Linked DNA regions of Mus musculus: all the other regions are linked to region 1. The links are chromatin contacts, called in public HiChIP or PLAC-seq and promoter capture Hi-C maps. All regions are on one chromosome and are shown on one strand. The core of a region is the stretch at or near the end of the contact, and the rest is flanking DNA. Distances in the headings are between cores, read along the strand shown.

Region 1 (4,331 bases), core at 714-3,213:
CAGCTCAGCAGTTAAGAGCACTGGTTGCTCTTCCAGAGGACCTAGGGTTCAATTCCCAGCATCCATGTGGCAGCTTGCAACTGTCTGTAACTCCAGTTCCAGAGGATCTGACACCCTCACACAGACAAACATGCAGGCAACACTAATGAAGAAAATTAAAAATACATTATATAAAAAAGATTAATCTGTGTGTGTATATGTGTGTGTGTATATATATACATAAACACACACATACAAAGAGGGGGAGAGAGAGTTATGCATGCATATATGTATGTGTACCATGTGTGTGCCTGGTGCCCACGAGGTCAGAAATGGGCATCATATCCTGTGGAACTATAGCTATGTATGGGTTTTGAGCCACCACGTGGGTGCTGGAATCTAAAACCAGATCCTCTACAAAACTGACCAGTGCTTCTACCACGGAACCACGAGCCAAGCCACTTCTCCAGAGCATTATGCTTGTTTAGTTTGAACAAGGTCTTAGGTAACCCAAAAAGTCCTTGAACTCACTAAGTAGCCCAAAACGATTTTGACCTCCTGTACTTCCTGTATCCAACTCCAAAACAAGGAATGACTGGTCTGCACCTGCACACACAGGGTTTCTTGTTTCCCAATCCCATTTACATCTTTATCAACTGGCCACCTCAACAAGAGGCGTCTCCGGTAAAGCTTCACCTAGGCTGGGTGTAGTCCACTTTTTCCCTGTGACTAAAGGAAGAAGCAGATGAAGCTCTTCAAATTCCATGCTAAGGAGAGAAGGAAAAGAGTTAGAAGAAGAAACCAAAGCCAGTGATGCATATCCATCCAGTACTCAGGAAACTGAGGCAGGGCAGAAGGATCCCAAGTTTGAGGCCCACCTCAGCAACAGACTTGCAAGAGACTAGCCACAGTGAGAGCCTGTGTCAAACTAAAACTGAACAGTAACAACAATAAAATCCAAAACATAAAGAAAGAGGAAGTTAGGAAGGAAAAATCGTGGGTGTGTTGTTAGGGAAAATAGAGAAATTAGGAAGGACAAATTGGAGGAAGTGAATTTAATATAAACACGTTATATGAATGTATGAATATCACATTTAGTACAATAAAACATGGAGTCAGTGAGATGGCTCAGTGAGTAAGGGGCCTGCAGCCAAGCCTGGTGACCTGATTAGATCTCCCGGTTCCACCCAGAATGGAAGGAAGCCGGGAACAGACTGCCTACAAGTGTCCTGTGACCTCTGACCTATACATGCTCAGGTGCACAGACTCAGACACACTCAGGAACACAGGTACAAGCTAAATAAAATACAAAGGACATTTTAATTAGCTAATATCATAGTAATGCTTTCTTTCATCTTAGACATCAGCATTAAGTAAACATAACTAAATATGTTCCATTTTAAGCCAGATGGAAATGGTGCATACGTTTAATTCCAGCACTCTGGTGTCAGAGGCTATATAGATCAAGTTCCAGGACATTCAGAGAAATAAACAAATCAACCAAAGAGCAACAAATACACACACACATATACACACATATGTGTGCACATACATGCAAAACAATTGTATAACTGCTATCTGTGTGTATGGTACAAGCTATTTTTGAGTGCAACCTTCCCCCCACCCCCACCCTACCTTAGGATAAATGCCAGTGTCCCCTGCACATCAGGATAGCCGTTTTTTTTTTCTCCATCTCTCAGCTCTGAGTCACCTTACATATAATACTAGGGATGTGGATCAAGTGGTTAAGTACTTGTGTAGCATGCACATTTACCCAGTTCCATCCCCAGTACCACACAAGACCAAAGGAGGGAGGTGTTGTTTCAGTTTTGTGATCCCAACACTCAGGAAGCAAATAGGACGATCAGGAGTTTAAGGCCGGCCATCCATAGCAAATTAAAGGTCAGCCTGGTCTACAGGAGACGCTATATCAAGTTAATTAACTAGGTAACCCTGTAACCTGCTAAAGTGCTGCAGACTCACCTACAAAGAGGACTGGAAGCTCAAGGTCACCCTTGGCTCCACAGGGAGCTTTCAGGTCAGCCAGAGCCACAACAGACCTTCTCAAGGACAAAGGCCCCGCCTTACCAATGCTGTCAATCACACCCATTCAAATATACATACTTAATTTTTAAAAGCTCTCTCGACCTGGGGTGGTGTACTTGCCTTTAATTCTGACACTTGGGAGGGAGAGACCCTTGGATCTCTGAGTTCAAGGCCAGCCTGGTCTACTGTTAGTGTTCTAGTCAGTGGCTTGAACCCGCGGGAGAGTGGAGCCTAAAACTGAGGTGTAAAGTCTCAAGCAATAACCATCTTTATTCAGGGCATTATACAATTTATATTCTGAGGATTATTCTGAGGGTTAGTCAAGGTCATATGAGTTCAGGCTATGTAAAGTCACAAGGACAATTGTGCACAAAAACATTGAATAATAACCATAACATGAGGAATAATTACAGTAAACCCACTCCTGTTTACCAGGCCAGGGAGGGGCAGGAAAATCACATTCCAGGGACAACATGGGTTAAGGAAGAACAGGATACAAGACTATTAACTTTGTTCTCAGAAATCTCCCTCTAGCTCTGGATGCCCTGGAACTCATTCTGTAGAGCAGGCTGGCATGGAACTCAGAAATCCAACCTGAACTATGCAACCAGAGATGAAAGGCGGATGCCATCATTGCCCTACAGGAATACAAATTTTCTGTGCTCAATACAAATAGAAAGTGATTCAATGGGCTGGTGAGATGGCTCAGTGGGTAAGAGCACCCGACTGCTCTTCCGAAGGTCCAGAGTTCAAATCCCAGCAACCACATGGTGGCTCACAACCACCCGTAATGAGATCTGATGCCCTCTTCTGGTGCGTCTGAAGACAGCTACAGTGTACTTACATTAAATAAATAAATAAATTAATTAATTAATTTTAAAAAAAAGTGATTCAAATTCCAAGAAAAATAAATAAATGTAGTCCCCAGTACAGAAGGATGTCTATTACCATCCCAAGGTCCAGGCATAAAGGGAGTCATGAGTAAAGACAAAAGGTGCTGCCCAGCCAGGCTCAGACACAGGGCAGAAGCACAGGGCAAAGCAGCTGGAAGCACAGAAGCTGGGGGAGGGGTTCTTTTTTGATTCATAGTCCTTTAATGTAGGTGAGCAGCCTAGACTTCCAAAGATAATTTAGTCAATATCTCTTTTTACCCTTCAGGGGGAGGGTTGTTTCCTCTCAGGTGACCTCCACAGTCACCACACCCTTGGCTGGCTACTGTCCTTGATCTGCAGAGCTAGGAGAGGAGTCGGGGAGGGGAGGAATCCACAACCTCTAGTGGATTCACCTGCCAAGGACGGACACATAGACACAAGTCCCTTAGGCAATCAGGCTTCCAAGTTTCAAATTGCTTAAACCACAAAGGCCTGTTTTCTAAAAGAAGTTTAAAGGTTTTTTTTGTTTTGTTTTGTTTTAATTTTTTCGAGACAAGGTTTCTTTGTGTTTCCCTGACTGTCCTGGAACTCACTCTGTAGACCAGGCTGGCCTCAAACTGAGAAGTCTGCCTGCCTCTGCCTCCCAAGTGCTGGGATTAAAGGCGTGGACCACCTCAAATGGCTAAAGTTGTTTCTTAGAAAAACCTTTCCTGGGCAATGGTGGCACACGCCTTTAATCCCAGCACTTGGAAGGCAGAGGTAGGCGAATTTCTGAGTTCAAAGCCCTATAGAGTGAATTCCAGGACAGCCAGGGCTACAGAAAAACCCTATCTCACAAAAAAGAAAAAAAAGAAAAAAAGAAAAGAAAAAAGACCTTTCTAAGGGACATGGAGAGGTGACTCAGCAGTCAAGAGCATCCATTCTTCTTCAAGAGTACCGGGTTCAAATCCCAGTGCCCACAGGGCAGGTCTTACCTGTCTAGAACTCCAGATCCAGGGCTTCTGACACCTTTTTCAGAAACACAGACAGCCAAAGCAACAATGCGCAAAAAATAAGAATAAATTATATTTTGTTTTTCAAGACAGGGTTTCTCTCTTCAGCCCTGGCGGTCCTGGAACTCATTCTGTAGACCAGGATGGCCTTGAACTCAGAAATCCACCTGCCTCTGCCTCCCAAGTGCTGGGATTAAAGGGTGCACCACTAGAGCCCGGTTTAAGAACATGAGAGCAACCCTATAGGTGGAACAACAATATGAACTAACCAATACGCCCCCAGAGCTCATGTTTCTAGCTGCATATGTATCAGAAGATGGCCTAGTCGGCCATCAATGGAAAGAGAGGCCCATTGGTCGTGCAAACTTTATATGCCTCAGTACAGGGGAAAGCCAAGGCCAAGAAGTGGGAGTGGGTGGGTGTGGGGGACTTTTGGGATAGC
Region 2 (4,331 bases), core at 816-3,315, 200 kb before region 1:
GATTAAGCAGCTTGGGGTGAGCTCTATGGGCAGCTTCCCACGGTAAACAATATTCTGCTTAGAAAGATTTAAAAAAAAAAAAAAAAAGGTTCCTCATCTCTGCCATTCACGACTGCTGAGCCTGGAAGGCATTAAGGTTGACTTCAACTCACGTGGAAGAATTTGCTGCATATTTTCTCTTGAGAAGCCACAGTAGAATCTGCTCATGTTATTAACATACCACCCTGCTGACGAGTATGTCTTGAACTAGGTTAACCCAGTAACTTGGGGAAGCGACAGGCATTTGTTTCGAGGCAGGCTCTGCGCAGCCTTAGCTGCTCTGGAGTTCACTGTGTAGCCCAGGCTGCCCTAGACCGCACAGAGATCTCCCTGCCTCTGCCTCTGCCTCTTCAAGTGCTGAGATTAAAGGCATGCACCAACACAATATTTGCATAATAACTAATTTGCTGCCTGTCTTAGTTAGGGTTTCTATTGCTGAGACAAAACATTGTGATCGAAAAGCAAGTTGGGGAGGAACGGCTTTATTTGGCTTATACTTCCGCATTGCAGTCTGTCACTGAAGGGGGCCAGAACGGAACAGGGCAGGATCCTGGAGGCAGGAGCTGAGGCAGAGGCCATGGAGAGGTGCAGCTTGCTGGCTTGCTCCTTACGGCCTGCTCAGCCTACTTATATTACCCAGGACCACCCGCCCAGGGATGGCACCCACCGCCAATGAGCTGGGCCCTCCCCCATTAATCACTAAGAAAATGCCTTAATTTCCAAAGTACAATCACTGCATCCTATGGATCCGCCCTCCTCCTCTCAGATGGCTTTAGCTTCTGTCAAGTTGACATAGAACTATCCAGAACAGTTCTACTACCGGCTTTTATTTTTCTTTTAAGATTTATTTAGCTGGGTGGTGGTGGCGCACGCCTTTAATCCCAGCACTTAGGAGGCAGAGGCAGGCGGATTTCTGAGTTAGAGGCCAGCCTGGTCTACCAGAGTGAGTTCCAGGACAGCCAGGGCTATACAGAGAAACCCTGTCTTGAAAAAAAACCAAAAACAAACAAACAAAAGATTTATTTTATGTGAGTACACTGTAGCTGTCTTCAGACACACCAGAAGAGGGCACTGGATCCCATTACAGATGGTTGTGAGCCTCCATGTGGTGGCTGGGAATTGAACTTAGTACCTTTGGAAGAGCAGTCAGTGCTCTTAACCACTGAGCCATCTCTCTAGCTCTACTACAGGCTTTTAAAGTAGATCTATATAGCAAATGAGCTTTGCTCAAATGACCAGAATTGGAAGTCTTGGAGAGGGACGCTGATATCATGACAGTAGAATTAAAATTAACATTATCCTCCTGCCTCTGGAGTTTTGCAGGCACTAGCTGGGTGGGTGCCATTTAAGACAAACCCACAGCGAATTTGGTCCTAATATCTGCTCATCAGACTGGAACAGAGCAGCCCACGTGGGGGAGACAGACAGATCTCTGTAAATTCAAAGCTAGTCTGGTCTATAATAGGGAATTCAGGGCTACATCATGAGACCCTGGTACAAAAAAAAAAAAAAAAAAAAAAAAAAAAAAAAAAAACCAGAGAGGAGTGGTGTATTGTGGGAATCTAAATAGCAATCAACTGTGGAGAGCCCAAGGGATACGATTGTGTGCTACAGACAAAAGAGAATTTTGTGTTTCTTCAAGTTTAGACCACTCTGAATGCATCATCAGAAACCTGAGTTCCTAGAGGCTTGGAAAACTCAGCCAGAGAGAGAGAGAGAGAGAGAGAGAGAGAGAGAGAGAGAGAGAGAGAGAGAGAGAGAGAGAGAGAAAGAGAGAGAGAGAGAGAGAGAATTCCATTCGACTCTCTGAACCTTAAAGGCGTGTGTTTACACTGCCAAGGAGCAGGAGGCTCAGACCCATGTCTTAAGTCAAAAAGTTGGAGGCACCAGTGCTTCTCTGACCTCTAGAGAGATGTATTTACATTCCAAAACAGGTGGAGAAAGAAAGACTCCGGCGGAGCCTTCTCATCCAGTGTCCTGCCCACCCCTGTTGGGAAGGGAAGAAGCAGCGGCCATTGTCCTGCGTATGAGCTGAGAAGGTTTTTGTGGAACCGCCTCCAGCCTCCCACTGAAGAGTGGTTTATCCGTTCCTTACATTACCCTGTGGTATTTGTACAATAACTAACTTGGTTCCACTTTCAGAGAGTCAGTATTAGAAAGCTAGTAAAGAAAGTTAGTATTAGAAAGCTAGTAAAGAAAGTCTGGTGGAGGGCTCAGCGGCTAAGAGCACTGACTGCTCTTCGGAAGGTCCTGAGTTCAATTCCCGGCAACCACATGGTGGCTCACAACCATCCGTAATGAGATCTGGCGCCCTCTTCTGGTGTGTCTGAAGACAGCTACAGTGTACTTACATATAATAAATAAATAAATCTTTAAAAAAAAAAAAAAGTCTGGTGGAAACCCATTAAAACACACACAACCATTTAAACAAATCACCAATAAGCTGGGGCATTAGATGGTTTGGCAGGTGACTCGAGATGCTTGCCACCACAGAACCCACATGATAGAAAGAACGGACTACCACAAGTTGTCCTCTGACCTCCACATGTTCAAATGCCTTGGCAGGCACACTCTCCTCCCTTCAAAGTAAATAAACATAATTTAAACAATGTAAATATCGGGAAACTGTTCTATAGGTACATGCCAAAATGAAAGCATATTGGAAAAAGTTTAGAAGCCAGGTAACTTTCATGCTAAAGCATGGGGTGCTTTTAATCCCAGCACTCGGGAGACAGAGGCAGGGTAGCCTGGCCTATAGATTGAGTTCCAGGACAGCCAAGGCTACAGAGAAACTTTGTCTCTGCCTTGAAAAAACAAAATAAACCAACAAACAAAAACCTTGGTAAGAAGTTTAAGTGTGCCGGGCAGTGATGGCGCACGCCTTTAATCCCAGCACTCGGGAGGCAGAGGCAGGCAGATTTCTGAGTTCGAGGCCAGCCTGGTCTACAGAGTGAGTTCCAGGACAGCCAGGGCTACACAGAGAAACCCTGTCTCGAAAAACCAAAAAAAAAATTTAAGTGTGTGTTGCATACACTCTGCTCCACTCTGCCTGACAGGGCTTACTTCCTCTATCCAACCCTACCTATATGTATGTCTCTTTGCTGTAGCTGAGTAAGACCATAAGTACTTAAAGAGAGGGATTCATTTCAGGTCAGAGTCTCACCACCATTGGCTGGGGACAGAGCTGATGAAAATCCAAATTTATATCCACCCACAGGACTCTGCATTACCTCTACCAAACTACTCCACACCCAGACTTCCTGAGTTCTCCTCCAGGGTCTAACCCAGCCAGTACCCCTGACCTCTTCATCTAAGCCTTTCCCACAATCTACAAGATTTAACCTGGGTATCCCCAAGAGTTCTCCAATATAGCCTGGCCTTTTCAGCCTTGACTCCAGAAGAGTGAAGATTTGTGTGGGGATCCCCCGTACCTACTACAGGACACCTACAGCATCATATCTAAACTTCCCACTCATACACACCTTTCTACCCCCACCCTCCCAGCTTGGAAGAGGAAGCACATCCTGTATGCCAGCCCAGTCCCCTCTGTCAACCCGACTGCATTCTACCTAAGCCACTTCAACCCCTAGACCCACCCTGCTCCTTACAAACTTAAAACTAACAAAACTCCACATGCCCCGATAGATCCCTTTGCAGGAATACTAACAATACAAAAGATCAAGCCAGTATATCTCTCCCAAAGCTACCAGTCCTATAGAAATGTTTGCCAGTCAGAATGACCTAGATGGACTCCAGAATACAGACATTAGAAGAACAATCATGAACCTCCTTAAAGACTTCAAGACAGTTAAAGAAGACTCGAGAAGCAGCTCAATGAAATCAAGGGAAAAGACCTTAAAGAGTGAGGAGTGACACCAAGGCTAGGTGAGAACATCAAAGCCCAACCAGGACCTGAAAATCTTCCTCAGGACAGAGATAGATGCTGAAGGGGACTTGGGCTGAAATGAAGATGGAATTGAAAAACCCAAGAGCCCAACTAGAAAACACATAGGAAAGTCTTACAAGTAGTGAATCAAGCAGAAGGCAGAATATTAAGTCTCAAAGATAAAACAGATTCTCTAGACCAAAATAGCAAGGGACATGAAAAAAGAACAAACTAAACAAGTGAACGGGAAAGGACTACACAGAAAATGTAAGACACAATGAGAAAGGCAAACCTTTAAATGCTAGGGATAGAGGAGGGAGAAGAATCCAAAGGCAATGGCACTGACCACATGGTCAACAAGATTAGAGAAGAGGACTCACCAAACTAAAGAAAGACACATCCATAC
Region 3 (4,331 bases), core at 1,355-3,854, 150 kb after region 1:
AAAAAAAAAAAAAAGAAAATGCAAAAATCTAAAAAGAAAAAATAACAAACAAGAAAATAAACAAAGAGAGAGAGAGAGAGAGAGAGAGAGAGAGAGAGAGAGAGTGAGTGAGTGTTTTTTTTCGGTGTAACCCTGGCTGTCCTGGAACTCATTCTGTAGACCAGGCTGGCCTCAAACTCAGAAATCCACCTGTCTCTGCCTCCCAAGTGCTGGGATTAAAGGCGTGCGCCACCATTGCCTGGCTGAATCTTTAATTCTTTACCATGTAACTTGAATTTCCTTTTAAGCATTGTCTTAGGGTTTCTATTGCTGTGAAGAGACACCATGGCCACAACACCCTTTATAAGGAAAACATGTAATTGGGGCTGGCTTACAGTTTCAGAGGTTTAGTCCATTATCATCATGGCAGGACATGGCGGCATGCAGGCAGACATGGTGTGGGAGAAGGAACTGAGAGTTCTACATCTAGATCCAAAGGCAGCAGAAGACTGAGTATCACAGTGGGCAGGCTTGAGCATAAGAAATCACAAAGCCCACCCTCACAGTGACACACTTCCTCCAACAAGGCCACACCTCATAATAGTACCACTCACTCCCTATGGGCCTATGGGGACAAATTACATTCAAATTACCACAAATAAATATATAACCCCCCCTCAACACATGTGCACCATTATACCTAGTCTAAGCATTTGACTTTTGATGCCGATAAGCTGCTATGTTAAGTCAGATCTGTGTTCCAGATTCTCAATAACTTTTTTTTTTTTCTATTTAAGACATTGGATGAAGATGCTCATCAGGACATTGCAAGGGAAATGAACCTCTCTGAAACCGCTTTTGTCCGCAAACTGCAACCAACTGATGACTTCACACAAAGTAAATTATACATTTAAGGTTTTTGTCTTACATTTATTTGTGTGTGTGTATGCATTTGTGTGTGTGTATGCCTGTGCACATGCCACAGTGTGTGTGTGTGTGTGTGTGTGTGTGTGTGTGTGTGTGTGTGTGTGTGTGAAGTTGGAGGACAGCTTGTAAGAGTTGGGTCTCTTCTGCCATGTTGGATCCCGGGGACCAAGCTCCTTGGGACCTCTCCCAGGAGGGAGCAGAATGCTTCTCTATCTCGTGCTCACGCCTCTAAGGAAGGTTTTCCCTGTTAGCCACACTAATGATTTAGGGGAGAAGATGCTGAAGTGTTCTAACCTGACTGTGTGGTTTGACCTTGCTTTTCTTTAACCTTTTCTCCTTGTAAGGTTCCCGTTTTGGGCTGAGGTGGTTTACCCCAGAGGCCGAGTTCCCCTTGTGTGGCCACGCCACGCTGGCTTCTGCAGCTGTGCTGTTTCAAAAAAGAAGTAAGGTGGACTTTGCTTATTTGTTTATTTATTGTTGTTTGTTTGTTTGCTTTTTTTATTATATATTTTTTTATTACGTATTTTCCTCAATTACATTTCCAAAGCTATCCCAAAAGTCCCCCATACCCTCCCCCCCACTCCCCTACCCACCAACTCCCACTTTTTGGCCCTGGCGGTCCCCTGTACTGGGGCATATAAAGTTTGCGTGTTTAATGGGCCTCTCTTTCCAGTGATGGCCGACTAGGCCATCTTTTGATACATATGCAGCTAGAGTCAAGAGCTCCGGGGTACTGGCTAGTTCATAATGTTGTTGCACCTACAGGGTTTCAGATCCCTTTAGCTCCTTGGGTACTTTCTCTAGCTCCTCCATTGGGGGCCCTGTGATCCATCCAATAGCTGACTGTGAGCATCTACTTATGTGTTTGCTAGGCCCCGGCTGTTTGTTTGCTTTGTGATAGGGTTTCATTTAGCTGAGGCTGGCATTGAGTTTCCTATGTAGATGATGGTGGCCTTAAAATTCAGGCTCCTTGTATTACAATTATAGCATGTACCACCATGGCTTAGTCCCATGAATTTCTTTTAATAACTTCATTTATTTACATGTGGCAGAGGGATTTGCATGGCCAGAATGGACTTGGCATATAGTGTAATGTCTGGAAAATGAAGATTGTGATTGGCTTCCAGGAACAGCAAAACACAGAACATAACAGACTATGCAGTCAACTCAGGCATGAGGAAGTTTCCTTGTACCATTAGCAACAGCAGAAGTGGCTGGTTAGATAGGCATCTGCTACCTAGCCTTTAGTAGATCTTAAAGTCATACTTTTTTTTTGAGACTGGGTCTCTTATTCCAGGCTGACCTTGAACTCTGCTCTTAGTTCCTTTCCTCGCCCAAGTCTTGGTATTACAGGCTTTCCATAATGCAAACCTTTTATGCAGAGCTGGGGATTGAACCCCAGCTCCATGAATGTTAGGCAAGCATTCTACCAACTGAGCCATATCCTCTGTTTTAAAAAAACAAAACAGCCGGGCGTGGTGGCGCACGCCTTTAATCCCAGCACTCGGGAGGCAGAGGCAGGTGGATTTCTGAGTTCGAGGCCAGCCTGGTCTACAAAGTGAGTTCCAGGACAGCCAGGGCTGTACAGAGAAACCCTGTCTCAAAAAAAAAAAAAAAAAAAAAAACAGGCTCTTCCTACCTAACTCTGTTTGGCCTGGAACTTGGTACTTGGGCCTGGTGGGAGGGACTTAGACTTTCAGTCTTCTGACCTCTGTCTCCTGGTGCTTCGGTTGTAGCTGTGAGCCACCACACCCAGCTCCTCAAACAGCAACTAAAAACAATTGCTTTTGCTGCTGCTGCTGTTGTTGTTGAAGGCTAGACTGATCTAAGGCTCTCCCTGAGGCTCTGATATGTGGAGCCTCTGCTATATAGAACACAGCTCCTTCTCTAAAACCTGGAATATGGTTGGCAGAGCTGGTAATAGCCTGGAGCTGGTAAGGGCCTTGGGGGAGCTGTGGCTTCAGATCCCAAGGACCCAACTCTTCCCACTGTACAGGCTACAGTTGTCAATCCCTAGGTTACTGTGTGCTCTGTCTCTGATGCTCTGGAGAGAACCCATGTTCACCCTATGTCTCTTTAGCTCCCCGATGACTTCACCCCATTGTATGACAGTTTCCGTTGACTTTGTCCTATCCCCTACCTCTTGAACTAGTATATAAGGTTATATACTTTTTAATTAAGCTTGCTTGGCATAGGACATAGCTTATGCAAGACTAATGTTCTATCTTCTTTATCTCTGATGCCCTGGACCTTCCTTCTTAGGAGCCTGCCAATTTTTCCATTTATTTTTATGAGTATAAGTGGTTTTGCCTGCATGTTTATCTGTATATCATGTATGGGCCATGCCTGTAGAGAACAGAAAAGGGCTTTAGAGTCCTGAAACAATTTTTATTATATTTTAATTAATTAATTAATTAATCAATGTTTATGTATGCACAAACAAATACCACAGTGTACATGTAGAGCTCAGAGCATCATTTTCAGGAGTCTGATCTCTCCTTCCATTATGTGGACTGAGGTGCTGAACTCCACATATTTGTCTTGTCAGAAGGTGCCCTTAGCCGCCGAGTCATGTAGCTAAAACTCAAAGAGTAATTTTAAAAGTCAAACATTTTAGGGGCTGGAGAGGTGGCTCAGTGGTTAAGAGCACCGGCTGCTCTTCCAGAGGTCCTGAGTTCAATTCCCAGAAACCATATGGTGGTTCACAAATCCTTTGTAACCCAGGAAATTTATGGCTGCTGGGGGCAATGTGCACATGTGGTGCACAGACATACATGCAGGCAAAACACTCACACATATTTATTTATTTATTTATTTATTTATTTATTTATTTATTTATTTTGGTTTTTCTGTGTAGCCCTGGCTGCCCTGGAACTCACTCTGTAGACCAGGCTGGCCTCGAACTCAGAAATCCGCCTGCCTCTGCCTCCCAAGTGCTGGGATTAAAGGCATGCGCCACCACTGCCCAGCATAATGTTTGTTTGTTTGCTTGTTTTTCTGAAAATAGAAAATAAAATCAAACATTGTAATATAAATTCAAAGAGATACTGAATTGATACTTATATGCTGACAAATGACCACTGAAAAATATGAAACATCTTTGCTCTCGGTAATTAAACTTATGTTTCTGTAAGAGAAACACATGGTATGTGTAGTAGAAATGGTGCAATTTATAATCTGCCATAGTCTCAGATCTAGCCTACGTGTTTCATTGGTGTGAGGAGCAGAGGCATGCGGGATGAAAGTGTGCTTGTCACAAGTTGGCCGTGATGCCATGCCACAACATAAGTGAGCACAGCCAGAAATGCTTTTTATTCACTACACATACGATTTTGAATTAAGTTTTGATTGCTGGGTGTTCAGAGGCCCTGTATTATTGACACATTGTTTGCAACATCTCCATTCAGTTACGAGAGAGGTTGTGA

What was found. Promoter capture Hi-C pulls out the DNA fragments that hold promoters and counts their contacts. HiChIP or PLAC-seq counts read pairs in DNA pulled down with a chosen protein or histone mark.
Region 2: an H3K27ac HiChIP or PLAC-seq map of embryonic stem cells shows a contact between it and region 1, with 5 read pairs. The contact joins two enhancer-like sites. A contact is called at or near these places in 3 of 39 promoter capture datasets (cranial neural crest, fetal liver and hematopoietic stem and progenitor cells), 2 of 115 datasets of contacts at active chromatin or transcription factors (both in embryonic stem cells) and 2 of 9 other capture datasets (adipose tissue and liver).
Region 3: a contact with region 1 is called in a promoter capture Hi-C map of embryonic stem cells. The contact joins two enhancer-like sites. A contact is called at or near these places in 11 of 39 promoter capture datasets (the C10 cell line, the HPC-7 cell line, cranial neural crest and 7 more), 2 of 115 datasets of contacts at active chromatin or transcription factors (both in embryonic stem cells) and 3 of 9 other capture datasets (adipose tissue, liver and pancreatic islet).

Annotation. Positions count from the first base shown.
Region 1 is chr10:62,895,073-62,899,403 of GRCm38.p6, forward strand. All of the region lies in intron 2 of Gm51805 (a long non-coding RNA gene), which reads left to right. Among named protein-coding and RNA genes, the nearest start is that of Gm26479, 3.7 kb to the left of the region's middle. RefSeq lists a cis regulatory region at 1-4,331. Within about 2 kb of position 1,964, at least 12 of the 459 cell types and tissues checked have an H3K27ac peak or open chromatin away from gene starts, as enhancers often do. A contact at or near this core is called in embryonic stem cells, where this site is marked.
Region 2 is chr10:62,690,941-62,695,271 of GRCm38.p6, forward strand. All of the region lies in intron 1 of Stox1 (storkhead box 1), which reads right to left. Among named protein-coding and RNA genes, the nearest start is that of Mir7215, 11 kb to the left of the region's middle. Within about 2 kb of position 2,066, at least 3 of the 459 cell types and tissues checked have an H3K27ac peak or open chromatin away from gene starts, as enhancers often do. A contact at or near this core is called in embryonic stem cells, where this site is marked.
Region 3 is chr10:63,046,692-63,051,022 of GRCm38.p6, forward strand. It overlaps Pbld2 (phenazine biosynthesis-like protein domain containing 2), which reads left to right. Exons shown (of 10, transcript NM_026085.2): 3 at 777-876; 4 at 1,251-1,349. Among named protein-coding and RNA genes, the nearest start is that of Gm16143, 8.6 kb to the right of the region's middle. Within about 2 kb of position 2,605, at least 14 of the 459 cell types and tissues checked have an H3K27ac peak or open chromatin away from gene starts, as enhancers often do. A contact at or near this core is called in embryonic stem cells, where this site is marked.